Regions from separate parts of the Mus musculus genome. Here region 2 is linked to region 1. Evidence: chromatin contacts called from public Hi-C data. All regions are on one chromosome and are shown on one strand. The core of a region is the stretch at or near the end of the contact, and the rest is flanking DNA. Distances in the headings are between cores, read along the strand shown. Region 1 overlaps Mpdz (multiple PDZ domain crumbs cell polarity complex component). Region 2 overlaps Mpdz (multiple PDZ domain crumbs cell polarity complex component).

Region 1 (7,601 bases), core at 1,400-3,899:
TTGGCTGTTTAGGACAGCAATTGGTGGCAACTAAAATTAATAAAGAATATTTGGGCATCTGCCTAACAGGAATGATTTCACAGAAACGGAGGCTTTTTCAGACTATAAAGAGGGCCTACAGAAAGACAAAGGATCAGGGAGAACAAAAGCAGCCTCATCAAACAAAGCTATGGAGACTTGAGAGTCCACAGGTTTGCTGAGCCAGAAAGCCCACATAGAGGCTGATCAGGGTAAGGCAGAGTGAGAATTTAAAAGCCAGTGCTGGTCTGGGGAGACACCGCTCATGCAATGCTTGTTCAGCATCAATCGGGCTCTGAGTTCCATCCCAGCACACAGCTCAGACACGAGCCCCCCAGCACTGCTAAGTGTCATTCTTTCTAAGCTTTGCAAAGAAAGACTGCTCAAGCTGTCTTGGTTTTTACTGCAAGGGAAAAGAGAGTCTTCCTATTCCTATAGGCTCTAAATAATTATGATTAAACACAGACATCACTATTTAAAAAAGAACTCCATCTCAGGCATGAACATAGACGATAATTATGCAATTAAATATAAGATTAAAAATATGGAAGAGTTAATGAGGAGCGTATAATGATGAAATTCTTAAAATATGTTCTAACTAGCATGCCTTAAATAAATTGTTCCTAGGCCGAGGAAAAGGATTGCATGGCGCTTCTATTCATTGGCAAATGCTGTCTGTATTTTTGGATGTACCAATAACTTAAAAAAAAAAAAACAACTTACAAATTAAGCCTACAGCTAGTTTGCCACAGAACAGCACTTTAAATTGGTTGAAAATAGTAGTGTTTTTCTAAAATAATAGAAACTTCCATAACATAAAGGAGCATTTAAAGAGCCCAAGTGGAATCTTTACAGGCCTGATGTTCACTCTGTTCTTTTCCACTGTAAAATGTGAGATTCTGAGTTCTCTTCTGCAGGAAACGTTGTTCAAATTTGTAGTCTTTGAAAATAGATCTTAACAACACATTACCAACCATTATATGCATTTCTATTATTTTAATGACTTCATCAAAATTACAGTCTCTTTATTCTTATTCTAAACATTCTTAAGATGGTTCAGTGGATGATTACAACTATACACAGAGCTTTCTTTTCATAAGTAACTGAATCCCTTGATTGCAAATAATGCTTTATTACAGACAGCAGGTCTGCTCACTACTCCTCAATTCTTTTTCTCTTTTCAATGAAATTAATGTATAAACACCCTAGTCATAATGTGAGATTAATTTTGTGTATTTTTCTGTACCTACTTTAGATTTCACAACTATAAAAGAACACGGAGGAAAACATGCCAGTTCTTGACAGCAGATATATTATCAAAGTCCATATTCAAAAGGTAATCATGTGTGACTTTCTATTCAATGGAAGGGACAGGCTGCATCGATTGTTTCATGTATATCACTGAGAGTTTCCATGGAGTTTCAATTTGAACTAATTTTCTCTAAACATAACTAAACCTCAATTAGGATAAAAACATTTAATAACCTGTTCCTGCAGAGATTTCAAAAGAAAATATCAATGTTAACCATTTGGCGTCACGTCAGGCCTTAAACTAATAAGCTAGCTGCTGACCAGTGTTAATTAATGTCTAGTAAGGAACAGAATGGGTAAACCTTGTAAGCTTACCTTTGCAAACACTGTTTTCACATAAATTGGTAAGTCTCCATGAGGGCTGCCATAGCCGCCTACAATGCTGAAGCCTAAGCCATCTGGTCCTCGGTCTAGCGTAATGGTCTTAGACTGTGGAGGGCTACAGAAAAAGAAAGGAGAAAAAAAAAGGTCACAAACACACACACTCACTTGGTTCTGTGCTTTATGCTTTACCTGATTCAAACTACAGATAGTATATCCTCTATGTTACAGATAAGAAAGATGCTATTTATTGAATGCTTTCATAGCACAGAAACTCTCCTTCTTTTTCCAGTTTATTGAGAGGGGATGAAAGTTCAGAGAACCACAATGTAGGATCATAAATGATAGTCTCAACTTCAGAGAGGAAAGTCAACTGTGAACAAGATAAGGGCAGCATTGAATAACTTGAAAATTTAAATGTGCCTCCCTTTACCTTTTATCTTTTCTAATACTTTTATATTTAGTGTGTTTTCTAATATATTCAGTATTTTCAATCACAGTTCATTGAAGAAGAGCAAGATGTCCTCTCAAAAATATCAAAACTGAAAACCCAGGAAGTGTAGTAGGGTGAAGAGCTATTTGTAGTATACTCATGTCTGATTAGGTAACTATTTATAATCTACTCATCTCTGAGCAGGCATGGCGTTAATGCACCCGTCTGTAACTAGGTAACTGTTTATAATCTAGTCATCTCTGATTAGGTAACTCTCTTTAATCTACTTATTCCTGACTAGGTAACTATTTATAATCTAGTCATCTCTGATCAGGCAGTGGTTTGTAACCCACCCAACTGACAAGCTGACTAAAAGCATTGGCACTTTCTACTTTATACGCCCTCTCCCTTTATTTTACCTCTGGGTGATTGCCAGGAACATGGGACAGAGACTGCAATTTTCTCAACAATTTGGTTTGAAAGGAAAAAATGATATACCCGATAATATATTGCTCACCCTAAATCATCCGGAAATATACTGCTTGATGTCAGCCCAGTGAAAGCAAGACAAGGATTGGCAAGTTCTTGCTGATGACCCGTGACCACACTCACATCTCCTCCAGCAACCACCTGTGTGTGGGCACAGTGAAAGGAGAAACTGTATATTCACCTCGCCTGAGAGATCCCAAAAGATCGCTCCAAAAAATGAACTTAGATTAAAATGAGTGCTTTTACTGACTGCTTAAACACTGAAATGATTAAAACACTATTGGAAACAAAGACACTTCACAATGCCCAGGTACCTTTTAAATGTGCAGACAGTAAAAATATCCTAAAGTAAGTTCTACAATTTCCTTTGTTTTCAAATCATGACTTCATTTGCAACCATTTTTCAGAGATTTCAGAAGACATGCTACTCACAGAGCACACAGGATTCTAACAATCATTGGCTGCAGGGGTGCTGTATTTTTCCCTTTAGATATAAAATATGAAATAATGAAGGCACCAGGATGGAGTGATACAGAATGTGTTGCTTCATAATGCTTTCCTGGAGCGCTCGATTTAATCAGCGTCGTTCAAGGAATATATTAAGTAAACCAGTAGCAGAAGAGTGAATTGATTTTATCTAGCACCAGAGCTCCTGTGTCCTCAGGCTACCTACCTTGTGAACAGTGCTTGGGATAAAGCCTTACCTGTACTTCAATGGAGCCTGAGGCATTTTTCATCAAGTTAACCGCCTGTGTGTGAGTCATCCCATCCGTGGATGTGCCACAGATGGTGACAATCCTATCCCCAACCTGCAAGACAAGTAGCCAGCATGCAGATGAGGGCTGGGGCTGACAGGCTAACGTGGTCTTAGACCACTCACAGTGCACCTAAGTTGCCACCAGCTTCTGAAATATAGCAGGAGATCACTAACTCAAATCTAAGAAGCAACTTCAAAAGAGAGAGCTGAGATGGAGTTGATAGTTCTGGGGAAGGAAAAGTGATGAGAAAAAACTCACTCTTCCCTGGTCCCCGGTCCTTCTTTCTCCTGGGAAAGATATTACTTATTAAAGCCATAAAGTATCAGTGCCATCTGCAAGCCAGATTTTCTCTGGACATTAACACTATGTTAGATGAGACCATAAGTCAGAGGTTGGCAAACTAAGGGCAGCAAAGCCAAGTTGGCACAGTGTCCACTTCAGTTAATCAAATTTGGTTGGAAGACAGTATGCTTACTTGTCCTGTGACAGAGCCAAGTAGTTGCAAGAGAGTCCTATGCCCCAGTTTAAGCCTTCGCTGCTCTCTCATAGGAAGTGAATTGAACCTATGGCGCTAGGGTATGATCAGTTTCTCAGTGTCCATCATAAATTTAAAAGTACTGAGTTATCCCCAAACTTGAAGCTATTTATCTAAGATATGGTTCTTTTGGATATCTTGTTTACAGCTTGGGCATAAAAGGTTTTCCTTCCAAGAGGCCAAGTTATTGCAGTAAAGTGTACTTTGTTGACAGTATGGTTCAGCATCGGGCCATCCTGTAACCTTGAAGCAAATCTGTATGCTTTACAGTACATGAAGTCATATTTTCATTAAACTTCGTTAAAATTTATAATAAAGTAAGTAAGGAACATGTTCCAATTTGGTATGGTCAAGTCAGCATTTAAACCAATAATACATATGAAAGAAGTTTCCTTCTGTACTGTGCTCGGAACACACTTTGTTTTCTCTGTAATATGTTCCAAAGTTGCAATGTCCTTAAATCTTGCATCTGATCACATCATATTCCCTTTTGCTATTCTTGATCTTTCACTTAAAGCAAGCTCATCCATGACTTGGCTTGCTGTTTAAAGGCAGATTTAAACCCTGAGAACCTCCTGGCTGTAGGTGGTTAGGCTGAGAGGTGGAAATGCCTGCTAGGTTTGCTAGAGCCACTACAGTTAGTAGGAAAACTTACTCTGAGTTTTTGTGTTTGAGCTGCAACACCATTTGGGTGCATCATCGCAATAAATATAGGGACATCTCCGAGCGGGCTGCCCACTCCTCCAGCAATGCTGAGTCCCAGCGAGTCAGCAGGCCCCTGCCATGGAACACACATGCTTGGGTCAAAGCAGGATTCTAAACCGACCTTTTGTTTCTTCTTTGACACACAATATTCTATTGCTAATTAGGATCCTCTAGGTATGAGGGTGGAAAATACTTCATTTGACATAGGGACTTAAGGGAGGGGGGAAGCATCAGTTTGGAAAGTGAAGCAATTGATACATACTAAATCATGTTGAGATTGATAAAAGGCAGGCAAACTCGGGAACTGAGAGGACCACAAGATTCGAAACCAGGTAGGGCCACTTTCCCACTCAGGACATTACAAGTCCTAGTGCAAGGCCTGGAACACATGCACTGAGCCCACCAAGCTCTGGCTGGGTCTCACAGAGGCCTGCAGTGCACATGAAGCACATACTGATGGCATGCAGTGCTGAGAAGGCTATATCATAGTCCCAGGAAACCATGCCTTTGCGGTCTCTCTTGCACATGACTATAAGGTTGTATGTCCTAATATTCATTCATCAGAACAAGAGGTGAGACGCAGAGAATCATTCTGTGTAAGGGCAGAATAATACTAATTTTGACAGTATAAAATATAAATAATGAATAAATAACTTAAATAGTTTACTCATTAAAATATATAGAAATATAAGTAATTTTATTATGCTAAGAAATTTGGCAATGACAGAACTGCGCTATTTCCATTGCTTACAATGTACATAAGTATTTTTTCAGATGGGCACTATAAAATACTCAACAAAATATAATCAAAAATGCCTTGCAAGATAGCAAATTACCTTTTTTATTTCGACTGTTCTTAGTCCCTGAATTTCAGATGCTACTGTAAAGGCAAAAGCAGATAAGATGTGGTTGTTAAAATATGTTTATGCATATTCCCATTTTAGCCATTTTAGATGGATGGTAGTGCATGGGTATCCTTTTTAAAAGGGTACACTTGGCTATCAGCAGTGCATATAATTAAATCCAGCTCACACAAAAGTGTATTTCCTCAAGCAGAAAAATGTGCATGCCATACAGTTCTTCCCTATGGGCTCGGCTCTGATTATATAACTGTACAATCCACTCAGACTGAATTAAGAACAGAATATGCTTCGGATAGAAAGTTGCTCACACAGCTCAGAGGAATACTTATGGATGAGTTAAAAAAATCTATGCACTAAATGTCTAAATTTCTAGAATATTAGTCACATTGCAAATAGAGATTGCCATATGGCGAGTTTCTTCAATTTGAAAATCTCTCAACCAACGCACAAAGCCAGAAATCCTCTATGCCATGATTGCATGTAATTAAAACACAGGAGGGTTGTGTTGACTTTTTCAAATTTTTTGTAATCTTCATGGAAAAAAAGAAGACTGCTTAGTGGTGTTTTCTGATTTACCTGAGTTACATTCAACAGAGAAAAAGAACAAAATCAAATAACTGATCTGCATCGTAAGAGAAAAATTACAGACACATCTATAACTTGTAAGGCAAATGTAAGTGCCTCCATTTGGTCTGGACTTTGGCTAGTGCATGTTTTCTATCTATATTAGGATACGGGATGGTCTAAGAGGGAAAAGTGGCTCAGTGGGAAGAGAAGAGGAGAGGAGAGAAGAGAAGAGAAGAGAAGAGAAGAGAAGAGAAGAGAAGAGAAGAGAAGAGAAGAGAAGAGAAGAGAAGAGAAGAGAAGAGCAATCTTACATGCATTTTTCTTCGAGTTACTTTCCAATGACTCTGATGTATTTATTCCAGAAAGTGGGGGAGTGAAAGATGACAGGCTGCTCTCACTCACCTAAAATATATGGCAGTTATTACACAGGCAGCATGGGAATTTATAATTCCCCTAAGTACAAAGTATTCCACAGTTCCATGTGTTTATATCATCTAAAGTGAAACACTGTTAAACAGTATTGTTAAACAACAGGGGCATCTGGTAATTTTAAAGGCAACTTAAGCATACTTATTGGATTCTTTTGTTTGTCTTAAGGATTGATGACATAAATAATTGAGGATAATTTGACGACTGGAGAGTAGTTGAAGTTGATTTCAAACTATGTAAAATTTTAGTAGTCTTCCATAATCTTTTCAAGGCTTAAAGCTCTTTGAATTTAAACTACTACAGAATACCTAGGGTTTAAAACTGTATAACAAGGGCCAGTGAGCTAGAACCCAACATCAGTAATTAAGGAAGTCAGTAAATAGTCTTTATGAACAGACTCATGAAAATGAGTTCCTGTATCAGAAGATAATACTAAGAAGAAAAGCTTGCCAAGAACCATGAATTCATTGTATTTGTGTGTGTGTGAGGTCTACATGTGCATATAAGCATGCCTGAATGTGGAGGCTACAGGTCTACTTTAGATACCTTCCTCAAGATGCACCCACCTTGCTTTCTGAGCCAGGGTTTCTCACTGGGACCTGGGACTTGCCAATGGGGTTAAGCTAGCATGTCAACAAGCAGTAAGCTGCTCTACTAACCCAAAACTTGGATTGAAAGCACCATCAAAATTGGCTTTCTCATGAGTTCTGGGGATTTCACTTAAGCCCTTATGCCAACTTTAAACGAACTATCTCTTTAGCCCATCAGTATTTCAATACAGAGATGGTTCGCAATCACCTACCTGGAATTTTCTAGTTGAATACTAAGTGATTGTGTGACAGTATCTTAAGAGTACGTCCCCTTGACTGGATTAGCCTACACTGATTAGGTGGCTAACTTCTGAGACTGTGGAAGAAAACTGCTGGAAACAAAGTGTCTCCAAATTGTCTAGCACCCTCAGGGTACAGTGGTCCTCCCTGCGGTGTCTCTTTCTCTTCCCCTTCCCTGTCAAACTCTACACTTGCTTCTGCTTCCCTGTCAAACTCTACACTTGGCTGCACATTGCTGGAGGGCTGGACCTATGTCTGTGACCCTAGGCAGACTCTCTGGGGACATCTCTGAACTCCCTCTCTCATGTGAACTGGTTTTCTTTTCAAACTCCACAACTACTC
Region 2 (7,601 bases), core at 1,878-4,377, 140 kb after region 1:
CCAAGAGCTACCTGGGGAAGGCACAGTGCTGACCGGTGAGCTCTGCAGTATGTGCCATACCTGACACAGCTTTCTACAATCAGTTGTCTCTACAACACTGCCCCACACTGCAGTGTGGGGAAGAGTGTAGTAACATGCAGATAGTAATCCCATCTCAGGCAAAATTATCTCATGCAGAAATTAAACTATTTTCACTGGAATCTGAGGTACAATTACTGCCCTATTGGGCAGCGCTTTACCTACATAAATACAAGTGAGAATAACAATCCTGTTTTAGTATTAAATTACTGTTCAGATTTCTAGTGACACCCAAATGTCATAAATAGGTTCATAAAACAGAGTAGAGCTTCTATTAAGCTTATTAAACATAATTTGTAGACTCTCGCATGTATTTATTTTGAATGATTTTTTTGGTAACAATGTGGATAAAACTGCACGAATAGAGAAATCCACTACCTAGTTCAACGCTACTGGATCAGAAATTTAAATCCAATTTACTGTGACTATATAAAGAATAGCATACCATAAAAACGGCAGATGCATGCTCATTTCTAACAAAAACAGGGAGAAAAGAGAAGTCTTACCTATGGTTTCCAACATCTTCAAGGTTCAGTGTACTCTATAATGATGCCAAACACCAACTAAAAGGACATTCTGTAGAGAAAGGAAATAAAATGGAGTCATTATGTTTTAATAAAATCTAAAGACTGGGGCTGGTGAGATGGCTCAGTGGGTAAGAGCACCCGACTGCTCTTCCGAAGGTCCAGAGTTCAAATCCCAGCAACCACATGGTGGCTCACAACCATCCATAACGAGATATGACTCCCTCTTCTGGAGTGTCTGAAGACAGCTATAGTGTACTTACAAATAATCAATAAATAAATCTTTAAAAAAAAAAAAAATCTAAAGACTGAAAAGTGCTTGGTGCTATTATAATTCTTTTTACTAAAATGGTATTGACTTAAATGTAACAGTTTGTTTCATATGCTGCAAAGAAATGATTTTAAAATGTTCCCACTAGTTGCAACAGTAACATATAATGTTGAGATGTAAGAAGGGAAGGGCTTGAAGGTGAGAGGGAGGTGAATGGAAGAGCTATCCCCAGTGCAATCACAGTGTGCTGGGCAGCATTCAGAGTACACTGTTCAACTATTCTCCTAATCCTCACTGTCCACTCACCAACAGAGGAAGCAGACCAAAGATAAGTCCCTTGTCTCGGGTGACATCACCAGTATGAAGCCAAGATCTCAACACACACCATCTGGCTCCAGAGTGCACAGTTCAAATGTTACAAAATGCTGCTCCTCAAAGGAGAAAAATTCATCTCACAACTTTTTCTCTTTTTCAATGGTAAAATTGCCATGAGACCCACTGCCTTCTCTCCTGCCTTATTCTCTGTTGCTATGATACAACACTGACCACAACGTACTTGGGGTGAACAGGGCTTGTTAGGTTCACATTTCCCCAACATAATCCATCACTGAAGGACTGTGCACCAAAGCAGGAACTTGGACACAGAAAATAGAAGAATCAGGCTTACTTTCTTGTTCTTAAGACTGACTGCTTTCTTATACAATGCAGAACCATCATCTGCCCAGGGGTAGCACAGTTCACAGTGGGCTGGACACTCGCACATCAAGTATTAGTGAAGAAAGGACCCCACAGACATACATATTAGCCAATCCACTGAAGGCATTTTCTCAATTGAGGCTTCCACTTCCTAGATGACTCTTGTTTATGTCAAGTTGAATATAAAACTAACAACAACAAGTAACTAACCAGCATAGCTATAGAGGTTAACCAATGAAGAAAACTATATTCAGTCTAAATGAAGTCAAAAATTAAGTAGACTGGTACAGACATTCAACACAACCAACTGCCCATAAGAATCTGATCCAGTTGGATCTATGTATTTTTAGAACCCATCAGTAGTCCTGTCAAAGAAAGATAACATTCATCTTATGTGATGTTCATATATTTAAAGCAAATCAATTTTAAAATTCAATATTTTAAAAACTCCTCATGATAAAGTATACCTGTTTGTATTAATGTTTAAAAATGTAGCTGTTGGGCTGGAGAGATGGCTCAGCGGTTAAGAGCACTGATTGCTGTTCCGGAGGTCCTGAGTTCAAATCCCAGCAACCACATGGTGGCTCACAACCATCTGTCATGGGATCGGGTGCCCTCTTCTGGTGTGTGTCAGAAGTCAGTTACAGTGTACTCGTATAACTAGTAATAAGTAAATAATAAAAAAAAATGTAGCTGTTCCATTTTAAACTAAATCCCCCAACACTGAGAAACCCATAGAAGTAGTGGCTACCCACTAGCAACCATCCATAAGTTCTAGTTATGATCATAGCACCATCAGGTTATATACAAATGGATCTAAAGTTATTTTAATAATCAAACACTCTGAAACACTGGGCACATTAATCATCACTCAATAGATTTGGAATTGGGAAGACACATCTTGAAGACAAGGATCCTCATAGTGTCTGAAATAAGTGATCCTCATGTTCCTTCCATGTCCTACAGACTGCTCCTCCAGTGCCTGACAGACTGCTCCTTCAGTGCCTGACAGGGCTCCTCCAGTGCCTGACAGACTGTTCCTTCAGTGCCCCATAGACTGCTCCTCCAGTGCCTGACAGAGTGCTCCTCCAGTGCCTGACAGAGTGCTCCTTCAGTGCCTGACAGAGTGCTCCTCCAGTGCCTGACAGAGTGCTCCTTCAGTGCCTGACAGAGTGCTCCTCCAGTGCCTGACAGACTGCTCCTTCAGTGCCTGACAGGGCTCCTCCAGTGCCTGACAGACTGTTCCTTCAGTGCCCCATAGACTGCTCCTCCAGTGCCTGACAGAGTGCTCCTCCAGTGCCTGACAGAGTGCTCCTTCAGTGCCTGACAGAGTGCTCCTCCAGTGCCTGACAGAGTGCTCCTTCAGTGCCTGACAGAGTGCTCCTCCAGTGTCTGACAGAATGCTCCTTCAGTGCCTGACAGAGTGCTCCTCCAGTGCCTGACAGAGTGTTCCTTCAGTGTCCTACAGACTGTTCTCCCATCTTCCAGGCAAGGACAGTGCAAGATCATCACAGAGTCACAGAGCCCTTAAGTGGGGTAAGTTGGACTTGAAATCCCCTCTGCCGGATTTCCAAGTCTACACTCTATCACACTGGCCCTACTTATTTAGACAGGGCTCACTATGCAGTCCAGACTGCCCTTAATCTTATTATGTAGTCTTCAAGCTCTTAATCCAATTCCCTCAGCCTACTAAGGATAAGAAATATGAACCTCTGAACTCATCTTCTATCTCCTATTTTCTATATTGTCCTGAATATACACTTGGTAGAGGTATCAATTGTTTAAAAGAGAATGTATGAGATGGTGTATTAAGGTACAACTACCTCTATAAAATGAGAGGACATAAAATCCATTGTAGGTAGAAATTGAAAGAAATAAACTTGTAAGAACTAGAAAACTGCATATTTATAAAAAACTATTTCCATGGATTTTACAAAACTGTTCACAGTGAATCATGGTCAGGCCAGAGGGGAGAGAAGAAAGCGCTGGATTGCTGCATTCTTCTTTAGTTTTGCATCTTGACTAAGTACATCTAGACTTCCAGAATGAACAAATATAAACATAATGCCTATTCAAATTTGAGCTACAGGAAAATTACTACTTTCTTAGTGTGTGTGTGTGTGTGTGTGTGTGTGTGTGTGTGTGTGTGTGTGTATGTGTGTGTAGATATATCTCCAGTGATATTTGTATTAAAATCTAAAATTCAAGTTTAACTGATCATTTTATTGACAATCTGGTTATCTTTGCATTTGCTTAGGAATAGTAATACTAAAACATCATTTATAATCTTAGGCCTATGTGTTTTCTGTTAACTTCTATTATGACAGTTCGTTGATCCTTAATAAGTCTCTGAAGACTTTCCCTGTGACCATTTCATTGCCCAACAATGGGTTGATAACACTATTTTTTTTTTTCTGCAAGGAATGAAAGATAAACTGAATATTTGGTTTTGTTGAGGAGCATGTACTAACTGGCCAATTTGCTCTCTGGCAAGCTGTTCTGGAAGTATGCAGGCACACACGTATGCAGCAAAGAGTCGGCAATTCAAACAGTAAATCATTCTAAATACACAGATGTCACAGCAACTAGCAAATAAACAAACCAACACAACAACAAAACAACTGCTTTGCTCTAGCACTTTAGTTTGCTCTCTGTTTGCTATGAAAACACCATGACCAAAGGTAATCTGGAGAGAAAGAAGGGGTTTATTTCATTTTGTAGGTTATAGTCCATCATGAAGGAAAGTCGGCAGACCTGGAACCCAGGCCATGGAGGGATGCTGCCTACTGGCTTACTCTTCCTGGCTCACTCAGCTGGCTCTCACACAATATAGAACCACCTGCCCATGAATGCCCTCACCCACACTAGGCTGGGCCCACTGGCATCGATCATCAAGCAAACAAACAAATACTATATGGGCTTGCTACAGACCAGTTTGACAAAGGCAGTTTTACAACTGAGGTACTTTTTGCCTGCTTTTCCCTAGTCTGTCAAATTGATGACCCCCCCCCCAAAAAAAAAAAAAACAAAAAAAGTCTAACCAGCACAGACAGAAATAATTCTGAGGAGGAGCTTCAGGAAATGCTCACACTTTTATAGTTATTATACTCAATTCTTACTACAGCATAAGTAAATATAAGATAGTAAAATCTCATCAGGGTAGCTCAGCATCTGTCACTGCATTTAAATTTAGCCTCTGTTCCCTTCACAGCTAGCCTCAGCACTTCCTGAAGCTAGCAGACAAAAGCCAGGATATAATCTCTCACGGGTAGTTTGTCATATCTGCAAGTGTTTGTGATGGCAAAATGGACACTTTCATTAATAATTCCTACTTTGGGGTAACACTACTGAACTGCTGTCTCCAAAGCAGGGACGCAGCACAGCATCTACCCACACCACAGCTGCCCAGTAGTTGCAAGCAGACTTTGACTAGCATCTCCTCCTTTGAACTATCTCCCTCATTTTTTAGGCCCTGATCAAAAAAGCATTCCTGAATGCAAGTTTATTTTCACATTCACAGCTATAAATCCTTCTGGATTCCTACAATAAATGCAGAATTTATTAATTCTAAACTTACTCCAAAGTCAAAGAAACTTAACTTCATAAGTACTTCACATGCTGATCAATATTATCTCCTCTTGGCAAACTTGTGCTACCTTTGTAGGGCTGTGAGTTAAATTATCTCTCAAAAGTGAAAATACGGATTAGAGGAAGGTTTTGGTTTTTACTAATTCAGCCACGGTGTGCTCATATGACTGGAATGCTGTCAAGTGACAGAAACAGAGAAATGAGAAATGAGGACAGGATAAGAATCCAATGCTTAGTGAATAGAAGACACAGTAATCAGCAACAACAAAAAGAAAAAAACAGAAATGTAAAGGGGTGATCCCAAGGCCACAGTGAGAAGTCAGAAAAAGCTTCCCAGAGCTATAGACCCCATACCCCTCTCAGACTCCAAAAAATGGGCAGGAGTTAGAGCTGATGTTGAGTGCTCCCTGTGGTGCTCCCTGCAGTGTGGCAAGGCAGTATACACGGCACCTTCTGAATACAGAACTTTGTTACCTCTGACAGACATGATGAAGCTAGGGATAAGGACACTCCAAATTACTAAGGAACTTGAGTACAAAAGTTTGGATTCTATTTAAAGTTTATTTTGGTCAAGTATGTAATATGATCAGATTGTATTTCAGGTCGATGATCTGTGATGGTATAAAAGATATGCAAAATTCAAGTGAAACTGGAAATGAGATCATGCAAGAGGGATGTTCAGAATACAGAAGAAAGTAAAAATAAATGAGAGTGAAAGACAGATCACAAGTCGGTAAGGAGCTAAAGCCACAATAAGCTAAAGCACACAAGAGAAAGCAAGTACAGTACAGATTCCAGCATTACTATATGGGGTACTAGGGAGGTGACCCATAGTACACTGTAACTGACTTCTGACACACACCAGAAGAGGGCATCAGATCCCATGACAGATGGTTGTGAGCCACCATGTGGTTGCTGGGAATTGAACTCAGGACCTCCGGAACAGCAATCAGTGCTCTTAACTGCTGAGCTATCTCTCCAGCCCAACAGCTACATTTTAAAACATTAATACAAACAGGTATACTTTATCATGAGGAGTTTTTAAAATATTGAATTTTAAAATTGATTGGCTTTAAATATATGAACATCACATAAGATGAATGTTATCTTTCTTTGACAGGACTACTGATGGGTTCTAAAAATACATAGATCCAACTGGATCAGATTTTTATGGGCAGTTGGTTGTGTTGAATGTCTGTACCAGTCTACTTAATTTTTGACTTCATTTAGACTAAATACAGTCCCTGAACTTTCCAAAATCCAGAACTGTTCAGAGGATAAATTTCTATCGTCTCAGCCATGAGCTTATAGTATTTATTAGATAGTTGCTCATATAGTACTTACTAATAAACAGGTATGGTAGCCTCAAGTCAAGGAATATCTACCGGGAATTTGTCTTCCCTTCTTTCAAGGAAGCTAAACTCTACTTTTTTATAAGTAGATCAGTGAGTGTATAAATACTTACAGATAAAATGGTTCAGTGTTGGGCTGGTGAGATGGCTCAGCAGGTAAGAGCACACAACTGCTCTTCCAAAGGTTCGGAGTTCAAATCCCAGCAACCACATGGTGGCTCACAACCATCCGTAATGAGAGATCTGACTCCCTCTTCTGGAGTGTCTTAAGACAGCTACAGTGTACTTACATATAATAAATAATAAATAAATCTTTCAAAAAAAAAAAAATGGTTCAGTGTTTGGGACTTGTTTCCATGACAATGATTAAGGAAATGCTAGAGAAGCAGAGAAACAAGCCCGGCCATGAGCTGACTGGCTAGACTCCAGTCTTCTGCCTTCACGTATTATTTGATCATGTATTATTTGAAATTTTTCATAATAAGAATTAGAAAAATAAGAGATTGGCAACAATTGTAAAAATGTTAACAATATCTGCTTTGGGAAAACTGTCTGGTTTGTTTGTTTAATTTTAATTACAGTACTTTTCAAATCTTCTCTGCCTTCTTTATTGGAGAAAAAAATGTTACTTGAAGCTACTAAACTGTAAATGTCATCGCCATTGGTGAGTTCCCACACATATAACTTCATTCAGTCTACATGACTTAATTCCAGCCAGACTAAAACAATTTGTTTTACTCCTGTGAGTATTGTGTCCCCTTCTAAGGACTGAAGCATCCACACTTTGGTCTTCTTTCTTCTTGAGCTTCATGCGGTCTGTGAATTGTATCATGGGTATTCCAAGCTTTGGAGCTAATATCCACTTATCAGTGAGTGCATACCATGTGTGTTTTTTTGTGACTGGGTTACCTCACTCAGGATGATATTTTCTAGTCATCCATTTGCCTAAGAATTTCATGAATTTATTGTTTTTAATAGCTCAGTAGTATTCCATTGTGTAAATATACCACATTTTTTGTATCCATTCCTCTGTTGAAGGACATCTGGGTTCTTTCCAGCTTCTGGCTATTATTAATAAGGCTGCTATGAACA

What was found. A called contact is a pair of places that touch in the nucleus more often than the background predicts.
Region 2: a Hi-C map of rod photoreceptor shows a contact between it and region 1, with 3 times the contacts expected there. The contact joins two enhancer-like sites. A contact is called at or near these places in 2 of 484 Hi-C or Micro-C datasets (rod photoreceptor and uterus) and 2 of 9 other capture datasets (adipose tissue and liver).

What each region holds. Positions count from the first base shown.
Region 1 is chr4:81,280,057-81,287,657 of GRCm38.p6, forward strand. Mpdz (multiple PDZ domain crumbs cell polarity complex component) reads right to left here. Exons shown (of 47, transcript NM_010820.3): 41 at 6,312-6,402; 42 at 5,407-5,450; 43 at 4,521-4,643; 44 at 3,277-3,381; 45 at 2,601-2,713; 46 at 1,645-1,768. Among named protein-coding and RNA genes, the nearest start is that of Gm25803, 55 kb to the right of the region's middle. Within about 2 kb of position 2,650, at least 13 of the 459 cell types and tissues checked have an H3K27ac peak or open chromatin away from gene starts, as enhancers often do. A contact at or near this core is called in rod photoreceptor, where this site is marked.
Region 2 is chr4:81,420,589-81,428,189 of GRCm38.p6, forward strand. It overlaps Mpdz (multiple PDZ domain crumbs cell polarity complex component), which reads right to left. Exons shown (of 47, transcript NM_010820.3): 2 at 585-654. The coding sequence starts at 600. Among named protein-coding and RNA genes, the nearest start is that of Mpdz, 18 kb to the right of the region's middle. Within about 2 kb of position 3,128, at least 8 of the 459 cell types and tissues checked have an H3K27ac peak or open chromatin away from gene starts, as enhancers often do. A contact at or near this core is called in rod photoreceptor, where this site is marked.